Linked DNA regions of Zea mays: region 2 is linked to region 1. Evidence: chromatin contacts called from public Hi-C data. All regions are on one chromosome and are shown on one strand. Each heading gives the region's core, a stretch centred on a gene start, on an enhancer-like site or on the middle of the called end of the contact. The rest is flanking DNA. Distances are from core to core; before and after follow the strand shown.

What was found. Hi-C and Micro-C count contacts between places; a contact is called where the count stands out from the background.
Region 2: a contact with region 1 is called in a Hi-C map of tassel, with 3 times the contacts expected there. The contact joins two enhancer-like sites. A contact is called at or near these places in 2 of 25 Hi-C or Micro-C datasets (leaf and tassel).

Annotation. Positions count from the first base shown.
Region 1 is chr1:215,819,146-215,824,237 of Zm-B73-REFERENCE-NAM-5.0, forward strand. No RefSeq gene overlaps it. Among protein-coding and RNA genes, the nearest start is that of LOC100277208, 9.9 kb to the left of the region's middle. Within about 2 kb of position 1,491, at least 17 of the 20 cell types and tissues checked have an H3K27ac peak or open chromatin away from gene starts, as enhancers often do. A contact at or near this core is called in leaf and tassel, where this site is marked.
Region 2 is chr1:216,101,993-216,107,230 of Zm-B73-REFERENCE-NAM-5.0, forward strand. No RefSeq gene overlaps it. Among protein-coding and RNA genes, the nearest start is that of LOC103643259, 20 kb to the left of the region's middle. Within about 2 kb of position 1,334, at least 9 of the 20 cell types and tissues checked have an H3K27ac peak or open chromatin away from gene starts, as enhancers often do. A contact at or near this core is called in leaf and tassel, where this site is marked.

The DNA of each region.
Region 1 (5,092 bases), core at 241-2,740:
ACTAAACAGTAAAAAAATACCTAACAATAGCTAACAATTTACTAACTAATACCTAACAATAGGTAACAATTTACTAACTAAGTAAATACCTAACAATACCTAACAATAGCTAACAATATAGTAACTAAAAAATAAAAAAATACCTAGCGGTCGCCGGGACGGGGAGGTGGCGCGGCGGCGAGGGAGGTGGCCGGGAAGGGGAGGGAGCTCGGCGGCGAGGGAGGTGGCCGGGACGGGGAGGGAGCTCGGCGGCGATGGAGGTGGCCGGGACGGGGAGGGAGCTCGGCGGCGATGGAGGTGGCCGAGACGGGGAGGGAGCTCGGCGGGGGGCGGCGGGCGGCGAGCTCGGCGGGCGAGCTCGGCGGGCGGCGGGCGGGCGGCGAGCTCGGCTGGCGGCGGGCGGGCGGCGAGCTCGGCTGGCGGCGGCGGCGGCGGTATGCGCGGCGGCGGGCGTAGGAAACGAAAACGGTCGAGCGAAACAGAGAAGAAACGAAGAGGAAAGGGGGTTTCGGTTAAGTTTCCTAGCTCGGCGCCAAGATCTGTGGCGCCGAGCTAGGTGTGCCACGCGGGCTGCCGCGTCATGAAGCTCGGCGCCATAGGCTAGCTCGGCGCCATAGCCTATGGCGCCGAGCTAAGGGTCCAAAACTGCATTTAAAATTTTTTTAGGTCTAAATGTGATTTTACTTCTGTTTAGGGGCTAAAATACAAAAAATTCGGCCTTCCATCCCCTCCCCTCCCCTCCCGTGCATGCACATGCACCTGATCAGTTCTGAGCGGATCAGGTGTTCTTCCATCGATTGGTGCAAAGCTCTTCGTGTGTAGGTGTCGCTCCGCGGGGCGGGGACGCGCGCGGTGGACTGGAGGGGCCGGAGAGGCGGTGGCCGGTGGGCAACTGGGCGGGCATGCATGCCGCGGGCGCGCAGGCATGTGGGCGCTCGGCAGGAGCAGGGCGCGTCGCATGTGCGCGTCGCCTTCGCCCGCGCTCGTGGACAGAGTTGAACCCCATGCACGTGCACCCCCGCAGGGCGGACTCGGCACAGGCAGGCCATATCAGTCCCCACCCCACCTCCTGCCTGTGAGTGAGATGGTGTGAGAGGGATGGATGGATGGATGGATGGATGGATGGTTGACGGAGAGAGTTGGACTCAAGAGGCTGCAGAGCGCCTGAGCCCGGTCTACAAAACCCTGCATCTCTGTCTCTTCCGTCTTGAGTGATGTATATCGAAAGTTTGACCGTCGATCATTACTCGTGATAATCATTCAGTATTTGCTTCAAAAAAAAGTGATGTTAATTCTGAAGATCGACTGGTACTACATCGATGTCTCCCAGGGTGGTGAGAGAGAGTCAATATGGCAGCGTCATGAAGTGGTGAGCGCGCGATGGCTACTCGCGCGTAACGTAATGGTCACCACCAGCAGCCGGGTCGGACGACGTCTGAGCGCGATTGATGGTATCCCGTTACTGTGCGTACCCGCGCGCTTGCCTCTGTCTCTGTGCATGCATGCGCCTGCTGCCGGCCTCTGTTCACTTCAAACGTGTGCGGTCCGGCCGGTCCCAGCACAGGGTCAGAAAACTGGACGAAAAAGGACGGCAAGCAATGCGATTGCTTGCTAATCCACTTGTATAGCTGGCATGACGTATGTACGTCCCGAGAGAACCCTGCAACTGTGCACAATTCCACGTGGATTGGATTGATCCGTATTGGAATGGATTGAAATAGATTTTGACTTATTATGGATTATTTAAACCGACTCAATATTATCCGATCTTTATGGTTGAACCATGAAATGAACAAGCCAGCCAGCTAATCATGATGTTATGGAGCAACGATTCATGAGGACGACGACACGCAAAAAGGATGAGGATAACTATTGTCGTAACAACTTGTTCCTGTCCGGCTATAGATAGATAGGCCCAAAAATATGCTAAATCTTTCATACTGATAGATCCTGCAGCCTGCCTCTGAATTCTGACGAGACTAGCTAGTCTGCATGATCTGGACATCAACGTCTGCAGGAAGCTCTTGGCTAGCTATAATAACAACAGTAACACTGAAGCTGATCCCGGCGGCAGGCTAGCTTGTGGTTGGTTGCAACCTGCAAGCGCGGCGTATACAGTGATTCTCCACCAGCTCGCACTGTGCGAGCCGGATAACATCCCAGAATATACTAGAATTTTTCAGACGGGGGGGGGGGAACCAGGCTTTTGATTAATTCATGACATGGACTGCAGAGCATACAGTGGTTCTGTTCGATGGATGGATGATGGTGCTTTCCCTTTAATTCCCAGAACAAACGCCTCTGATGCTCGTCAGTTCAGACATCAGAGTTGTCTGCGAACAAGTATAGCTGGTTGAACAATCTGGTTTAATTAGGAATATATATAGCTCTGATGAGAATGTATATACTGAAGGCATGCCACTTTTTTTACACTAAACACACGCTTACTAGCTGCCTGCATGGCCTACTCTGTCGACGCTACTGCCACTCATGCTACTGGCTATTGCAGCTGACTCGCCACTATACATTTTTGGCCCTTCTCAGCGAACAGCTCGGTCAATGATTGGCCAGTGAGAGGAGTCATGTACAGTGCGTTTGGTTTGCGGATTTGGTTCATGCGGCATGGGTTCAATCAGAATGGGTTGGTCTGACATTTTTTGCGGAATGAACTAGTCTCACTGCGGTATCACTAACTAGTACTACAGGATGACAAACGAAATGAATCCATGACACAAACCAAACAACTTGAGGAGGTTCGGTTTCTGGATCGGATAATTCTACACGGCAGCATTCCACTAACCAAACACGATGGTAATGTGCGCCACAAGTTATCCATCACGGCCGCCCGTAGACTTCCAGTGCCTGACGATCATGATCAAACACCAAAACCATTGTTCTGTCGGCTTCGCGAAGGAAGTAAAAAAAAAAGGATATCTGTCTTCGTCTTAGATCGCGTACGCACGTTCATCCGATTTAACCGACGACGGCGAACAAGACGGCAGCTGATTAAAGGTTAGAAGGGTAATGCACTCGCAACTGAAGAAATAGTTAGTTATATAGCGACCCTGCCGTAAGGCTGAAGGAAAGTGCAGGCTAGGCGCTGTTCGCTCAGGTGACATCGTTGTGATTTGTTGTCAGCAGCAGCCTTGCAACCACAGTAAAAGAATTTTTATTCTTATTTTCCCAAACATCATGCATGTAGTATCCTTAATAATGGTACTGATTCGATGACACTTTTATCAATTTCTCGTTTCATTTATTTTTTCTAGTTTAGTAGCAATAGTAACAAGGGGTCCCCTTTTTTCTGTTTTCATATTATCTGATTAGTTTATCTGCTCAGGTACTCTTCTTAGACATTTTTATAATACTATGTGTAGTTAAGAGAGCAAGGATTATATGTCTCACATAACGCCAATATGTACTCTTATAATGTGTAATTCGCTGAAAGAGAAAGAAAACAGAAATGATTTTTTTTTTGTTGAGCTTCAAAGGCAGAAAAGTATGGGGGACGGTTGAAAGCCTAAACTTGGCCCATTCCATGTAATTTATTTCCTCATGGGGCCCAGATATTGTCATAAGGCTCCTCTGGAGCAATTCGAACCACAGCCATGTTCCGGGCCTTCAAATCTACGGCCTTTTAAAACTTAAGAAACCCACGGCCTGACTCGGAAAAGGAAAGGAACGAAAGCAAAAGGAGCCCGCAAACTCTATCGGCGACCCCAAGCTGGGCCAGCCCAGGAGGCTTTATCAGAGGAGCCGCTGGGAGGAGGTAACTTTTTCTTTTTTATATTTAAAACTAATAAATTTAAAACTAATAAAAATTTATATCTCGCCTAATAAAAATTATATTTGTGGTCCCACCCAATTTTTTTTCACATCTTGGTCCTCGTCGATCCATAGCTTCCTGCCCCGCCAGGGTAGCTACTAGAGATGACAATGGATACCCGAATACCAGACAGGTTTTACCCGATATGAAGGCGGGTACGAGATGATTTCTCTACGCGCGGATATGTTAATGGGTAAAAACTTCTACCCGTTGGTTAGACGGGTACGAGTACAGGTTGGTACTACCCATACACGTCTACCCATGGGTAAAATGTACCCGCATCAATACCACTATAACTATCTAATAGAGCCCGTCTTAGTTAAAATAAAACCCTTCTCTAGCTATTATTTGTCTAGATACCAAGTTATATGATCATATGATTTGTTATATGTGAAATTGAAGTTGTTTTTGTATGTTTATTTAATATTTAATATGTGATAATATTGGAATTTAATTTTTTCCCAGCGGGTACGATTATGGGTAAGGTTTTATACCCGCGAGCATATATGTGTAACCTGACGGATAGATTTTTTTATGGGTACGAGTATAGAATGGTACCCGACGGTAGCTATCGCTCGGTGGCGAGGTGACTCGTTCGCTATGCTACAGGTTACAATTCATCCGTATGAATATATCTTACATCCTTAGGCCTTATTTGGTAGCTTGAGACCTAATCTCCAAGCTGATTTGTTCTTCCCAGGGAACGAGTGAATCGCTCCCTGTCACTTCAATCCCGTCGAAGATAATTTCCATCTAACCTTTAATCCCCTTTGATGTTCGGTTAGACAGGGATCATGACCATTCTATGCACTTGCGGCCATATTCCTATTGTAATACATGATGCACGACATCGTTCTCCAAATGATACAAATGCATATATACATACATGATTTTGTTAGGATATGTCCTCTATACTAGCCGGTTAACAGTAACCAGGGTTGTTGGGGGCCTTCCTCTTCCGAAGGTCCTCAAAAATATGTCTAACCATATGTTTTCAGTATGATTATGAACAATTACAAAGAGCTTCAGCTTTAAGATGAAGAACTTCTCTTATGACGGGATGAAAGGAGATAAAGAGTGGGCAACGAAGCTAAAAGTCAAGGACCTTCGGTCTAACATATTGACGAAGCTCAGAAGCATGATGATGACTGAAAGAGGCTAAAGACCTTATAGTCCTCAACAATCCATGTTATGATTATAGGCAGTTACCAGGGATATAAATGTACTTTTATCCGGGTTGTGTCCCATGCCTATAAATAGATGAAC
Region 2 (5,238 bases), core at 84-2,583, 280 kb after region 1:
CTCGAGGTCTCTGACTTTGATATCATATTAAGTTACATGTACCAAAGTAGTAGTACAACCCCAAAAGTTTAAGCTGATAAAAGGAGTGGACAATTCACTCATTATAATTCTAACAGGAGAAACAGTATTCTCTAAATTCAAAAGATCGCAAGATCCAAAGCGAAATGGAGGTATATTACTGAATATTTGCGTCCACGAAGTGTTTCATATGTTCTACCACTATATACTAGGACGTGTAAAACTAAAAGAAAGAACAAAAAAAATATGATCCTGCAAATGGGGAAACAAGCGGTTGCTAGTACAAGCGAAACACAATATGTTGCTTGATTCATGTTATGTACAATCAAAAGGAGGTGTCACCTGAGGGATTTTATCCCATATCTTAGCAAGATAGTATTAAGCGGCAGGCGCAACTGTGAGACCGCTCATTCATTTACACCATAAAAAATATGTTGTGAGTACAAGTGAAGACTCAAGAAGCGTCAAAATACAGTATTCCGTAACCAAATCAAAGCACCAGACCAGCAAGAAGTCGAGCGTTTGTTCGAGGGTCAATTCGGACGCAAGAACACCACAAGAGGCCAAAATTCACGTTGTGTACAAACCATAGAAAGGTAAATACGGATTAAAGAGACTCGTTCGATGTACGCACCTTCCTGGGGGCGCCTTTCCGGAGAAAAGGAAGGACGCATTCTTCTTCGGGAGCACCCGCCGCCGCCTTCTCCTTACCCCATTCCTCCGCTTTCGCGACGATCGACGTAGTCGAGGGAGCCTTAGGGGACCTGCGACGACTCCTTAGAGTGGAGGACGACGCCTCCGAGGGTAGGCTGCGGACACGGAGTTGGACTCGGACCGAGCGACGGGGACGGGGAGTTACCGCGCCGGATGGAGAGGGCGCATCCGCCTCGGCCTCTCGCGGTGGTGTAGACGCGCTCATGGGTGGGGACGGTAGGGAGACACTCCGACGGACCCTGATCAGGATTGTGGAGCGGCGTTGGGGCTGCGAGGACGTCAACAAGGCGGTCTCGGAACACGCGGGCTGATTCTGATCGTCGTCTTGACATGGGGGGGGGGGGGGGGGGGGGGGGGGGGGGGGGGGGGGGCGATCAAACGAGTGGAACGGCGCCGCACCGCCGGGGGCGCGGTGGAGGTGGTCAGGGCGGCCTGAGGTGCCCACATGGCCTTTAAACTTCGAGCAGTTGCTGAGGAGAGCATCGAGGCGAGGTGGAGGCGGGAAGAAGAAGAGAGGGAAAGGAAATGCCGTTGCGGGGTTGGTCGGTTTCTTTCGTTTTGTTGGGCTTATTCTGGGTTCGTTAGGGTGTGCAGCGATGGGCTACAACAGTCTTGGGCCTGCTCGTTTGATCAAAAACTAAGGCCCATGTTTAGAACAGCTACAAGCCTACAACTCTATGAAATTTGTTGAAGTTGGTGGAGTATGATATTAGGTGCTCCGGAAAATTATAGGGCTGAAGTTGTAACTTGTAAGCCTTCAGAAGATATCCAAACCCGGACGGGTTGTGGTATCTTGGCCTAGAGTTTTATAGGATTGATGGCATATCCATATAAACATGGTTCGCCTTTCTTTTTGGAAGACTGGTTCGAAATAATCTCAAAGTTAAGTGCGCTCAACTTGGAGGATAGGTAACCAGACAGAAAGTTCTCACCGGAAGGAAAAATCACAGTCATCCGAGTCCGTATGACTGAGATAATAGTCTGGCGGATCTTAGTTGAGCTGAACATCATGATGGATGAGTAGCCGAATAATTGGGCAATCGGACGAACGATGAATAGTAATTATGAACGATGAATAGTAATTATGAACGAACAATGAACAATATGTATGAATGAACGATGAATAGAGATTATGAATGAACGATGAATAGAGATTATGAATGAACGGTTAATGATGAATAGTTTGTATGAACGAACAATGAATAATTCATATGGACGAACGATGAACGATGAATAGGGATGATGAACGAACGATGAATAGGGATTATGAACGAACGAACGGACGAACGATCACAATTTCAGCAGCATGATAGATGAACAATATTTTAATTTGGGCAAACGGATAGACAAACGAAGGAACCATGAACAATTGGATGAACGATCGGACAAACGAACAAACAAACAATGAACTGTTTGACGTACGATCGAATGAACAACCGAACGGTCCTTGTGCTAATGTTGTGCTTGTGTGGGAGTGGGAGTGAGTGGGAGTGTGTTGCCTTGAAATGGCTTGGGATGGTGAGAGCACCTAGAGGGGGGTGAATAGGTGATCCTGCAAATTTTGTTTGAAACAATACAAACTTAGTCTATAATGTGTTAGAGTAAATAAAACCAAGTTTGAGAGTAGAAAGAAGAGAGATGAGAACTCTTCTTTTGATTGCTGTCTTAAGGTGAGTATTAAACTAGGAGCAATATTCCAAGTGAATATGAGAACTCAAGAAGACAAAAATCGCAATAAAGAAAAGAGACAAGTGACACGATGATTTTTATCGTGTGGTTCGATCAAGCATAATATGCTTGCCTACTCCACGTTGTGGCATCCCAATGGATGAGGGTTGCACTCAACCCCTCTCAAGTGATCCAAAGATCAAACTTGAGTATCATGGTTCTTCCTTATATATCACAATATCCCGTTTGTGAGGAATCTCCACAAATTGGAGCCTCTCACACCTTACACATTCGAGCGTCCCATTCGAGCGACAACAAAGGACAGGAGGATGATCATGGCGCTCTCCCTCCTCCGGGCGCCCAATTCATTCAAGGCCTCTGTATTTATCATGCCGTCGCCTATCGTAGCTCCAGTGAAGCTCCTGTGGATTTCAGTTCTGGCAGTGGCTTGCTGCAGACATGAGGTATATTGATCCAAGAGCATATGCGAGTAACAATCATATCAATGGTCATAGATTTTGGAACTTGACACATGTTGATTTCTATAACTCTATGATCATGGCAAAGAAACAACATGGAATTATCAAGCAAAGATAAATAAATTGGGAACAACACAGGAAAATGTGGGATAGAAACATGACAAGGGCTATAAGGGCATGTGAGTAAAACGGGATGAAAGGCATAATGACTTTTTCATATGATTGAAACACAGAAGCAATAGCTCAATTTTATATCAAGTCAGTGATGAGGAGTCGGAGGGATATGGGTTCCCCTATATAAACTTTAATATTGAGGGAACTTTGTATAAAGTGAGCTATCACAAATTTGCACACATCCTCGGTGTTTTTGATTCTGACATCAGTGCGGAGAAGGGGTGTGTGCATGATTTTAATCTCCCTACTCATGAGCACCTCTTGCATATGCATGTGTCACCAAATAATGAGTTGTAGATGATGAAAAATTTGTACTGGTGTTATCGATATCTCAATTCTTTATTCTGCTTGACTCTCATTCCAAAAGATGGAAATCAAGTGAATGTGCATGGTGAAAGTCGAGTGCTCTTGTTCCACATGAAGGCGATCAAGAGTGACAGGATAAATATATTTGACATCATTTGGGAAGAAATCATTCATGCATCTTGGTTCACCTCTAATAGGTGTGTACATGCTCCATTTATTATGAAGATGATTGAAGTTGTTTCACAAGTATGGTTTGAGAAAGATGGTAAGTATGTACGATACACTGCCTATTGGATTGACCCCAATAACCCTACTGGTCAGTCAAAAAGGGCTCATGGTGGTTCTGTAGGGCAAGGAGCTTCAACTTCCTCTAATGAGCCTCCTCATATGCCGCCTCTCCTTCCATCTTTCTCTAGAGCTGCTACTACCTCTCGCCCTATGGGCCGCGGTGGGCGAGGAAGAAGGGGAGGATTTGGATCGCTGCTTGCTCATGGTATTAATGCTATTTTCTCTATCTGTCGTGACAATGCCGCCAACGCAGTTGAGTTGGCCAGACGACAACGTGAGACCAATGATAATGTTCATCGTGTGGCACAGTCAACGGGTGTGGATCTGCCTCCTCAACAGCATTGCACGCCACTCCATCCGATGCTAGATGATCTTGAGCAGTGGCATTAGCATCATTATGGCATTCCCTTCATGACCCCGAAGACGTCGACGAAGAAATCAGACATGAGCAATATGTTCCTCCTCACTATCAACATGACCCTCGACCATCTACATATCATGCTCCACCTCCCTACTCTCAAGATGTTCCTCCTTTGTGAAAAGGAAATGTGCCTTTGGGCCATTTCTATTATGTTTTGGTGATTAGATGCTCAACACATATTGTTTTGTCGAATATGAGCCAAGGCTTAAAGAGATGCAAATGGAAAATCAAGGTATGATTCTAGCCTTAGTAAATTGTTCTTGGTACTAACATTATTCTACTAAGTTCTAGGAACCTTCTCAAAGTGAAAGAAATCGAATTGGAGGAGTTTGGCTCAGGCGAGCCAGACTTGCACCAGCCTGTGGTGCACCGGACTATCTGGTGTGCACCGGACAGTGTCCGGTGCCTAGGCTGACGCCCCGACAAACAGGCCGCTCTCGGGAAAATTCTGAGGGTACCGTGGCTATAATTCACCGGATTGTCCGGTGTGCCAGTCGTGCGCCTGGCCAACGGTCGACCACGCGATCAGTAGGTGACACATGGCCCAACCAACGTTCAGAATGTCACAATGGACTGTTCGGTGTGCCACGGGGGCCGGTGGCTACAACGGTTAGCTTCGCTAGGAAAGGAAGGGAATCACACATTGTTCACTGTCCGGTGGTGCACCGGATTGTCCGGTGCGCCCACAGACAGAAGGCAACCAGAGCCTTCCAAATGGAACTCAAACAACTCCTAGCTGCCTTGGGGCTATAAAAGGGACCTCTAGGCGCATGCAACAATACACCAAGCAGTTATTGAACATCCAACAATGCTGAGACACCGAATTTACGCCTTTGCTTTAGTAGATTGTGAAAGGGAATTAGGCTTACACCTATTTCCTAATTGATTTTGGTGGTTGAATTGCCCAACACAAATATTTGGACTAACTAGTTTGCTCTAGTCTATAAGTTCTATAGGTGCCAAAGGTTCACAATAAGCCAATAAAAAGACTAAGAAAGGGTTCAAACAAAGAGAGCAAAAGACAACCCAAAGGCACCCTGGTCTGCCGCACCGGACTGTCCGGTGTGCCACCGGACAGTGTTCGGTGCACCAGGACACTCGAGGCTGAACTCTTCACCTTTGGGAAATTCAGAGGGCGCTCCGCTATAATTCACCGGACTGTCCGGTGTG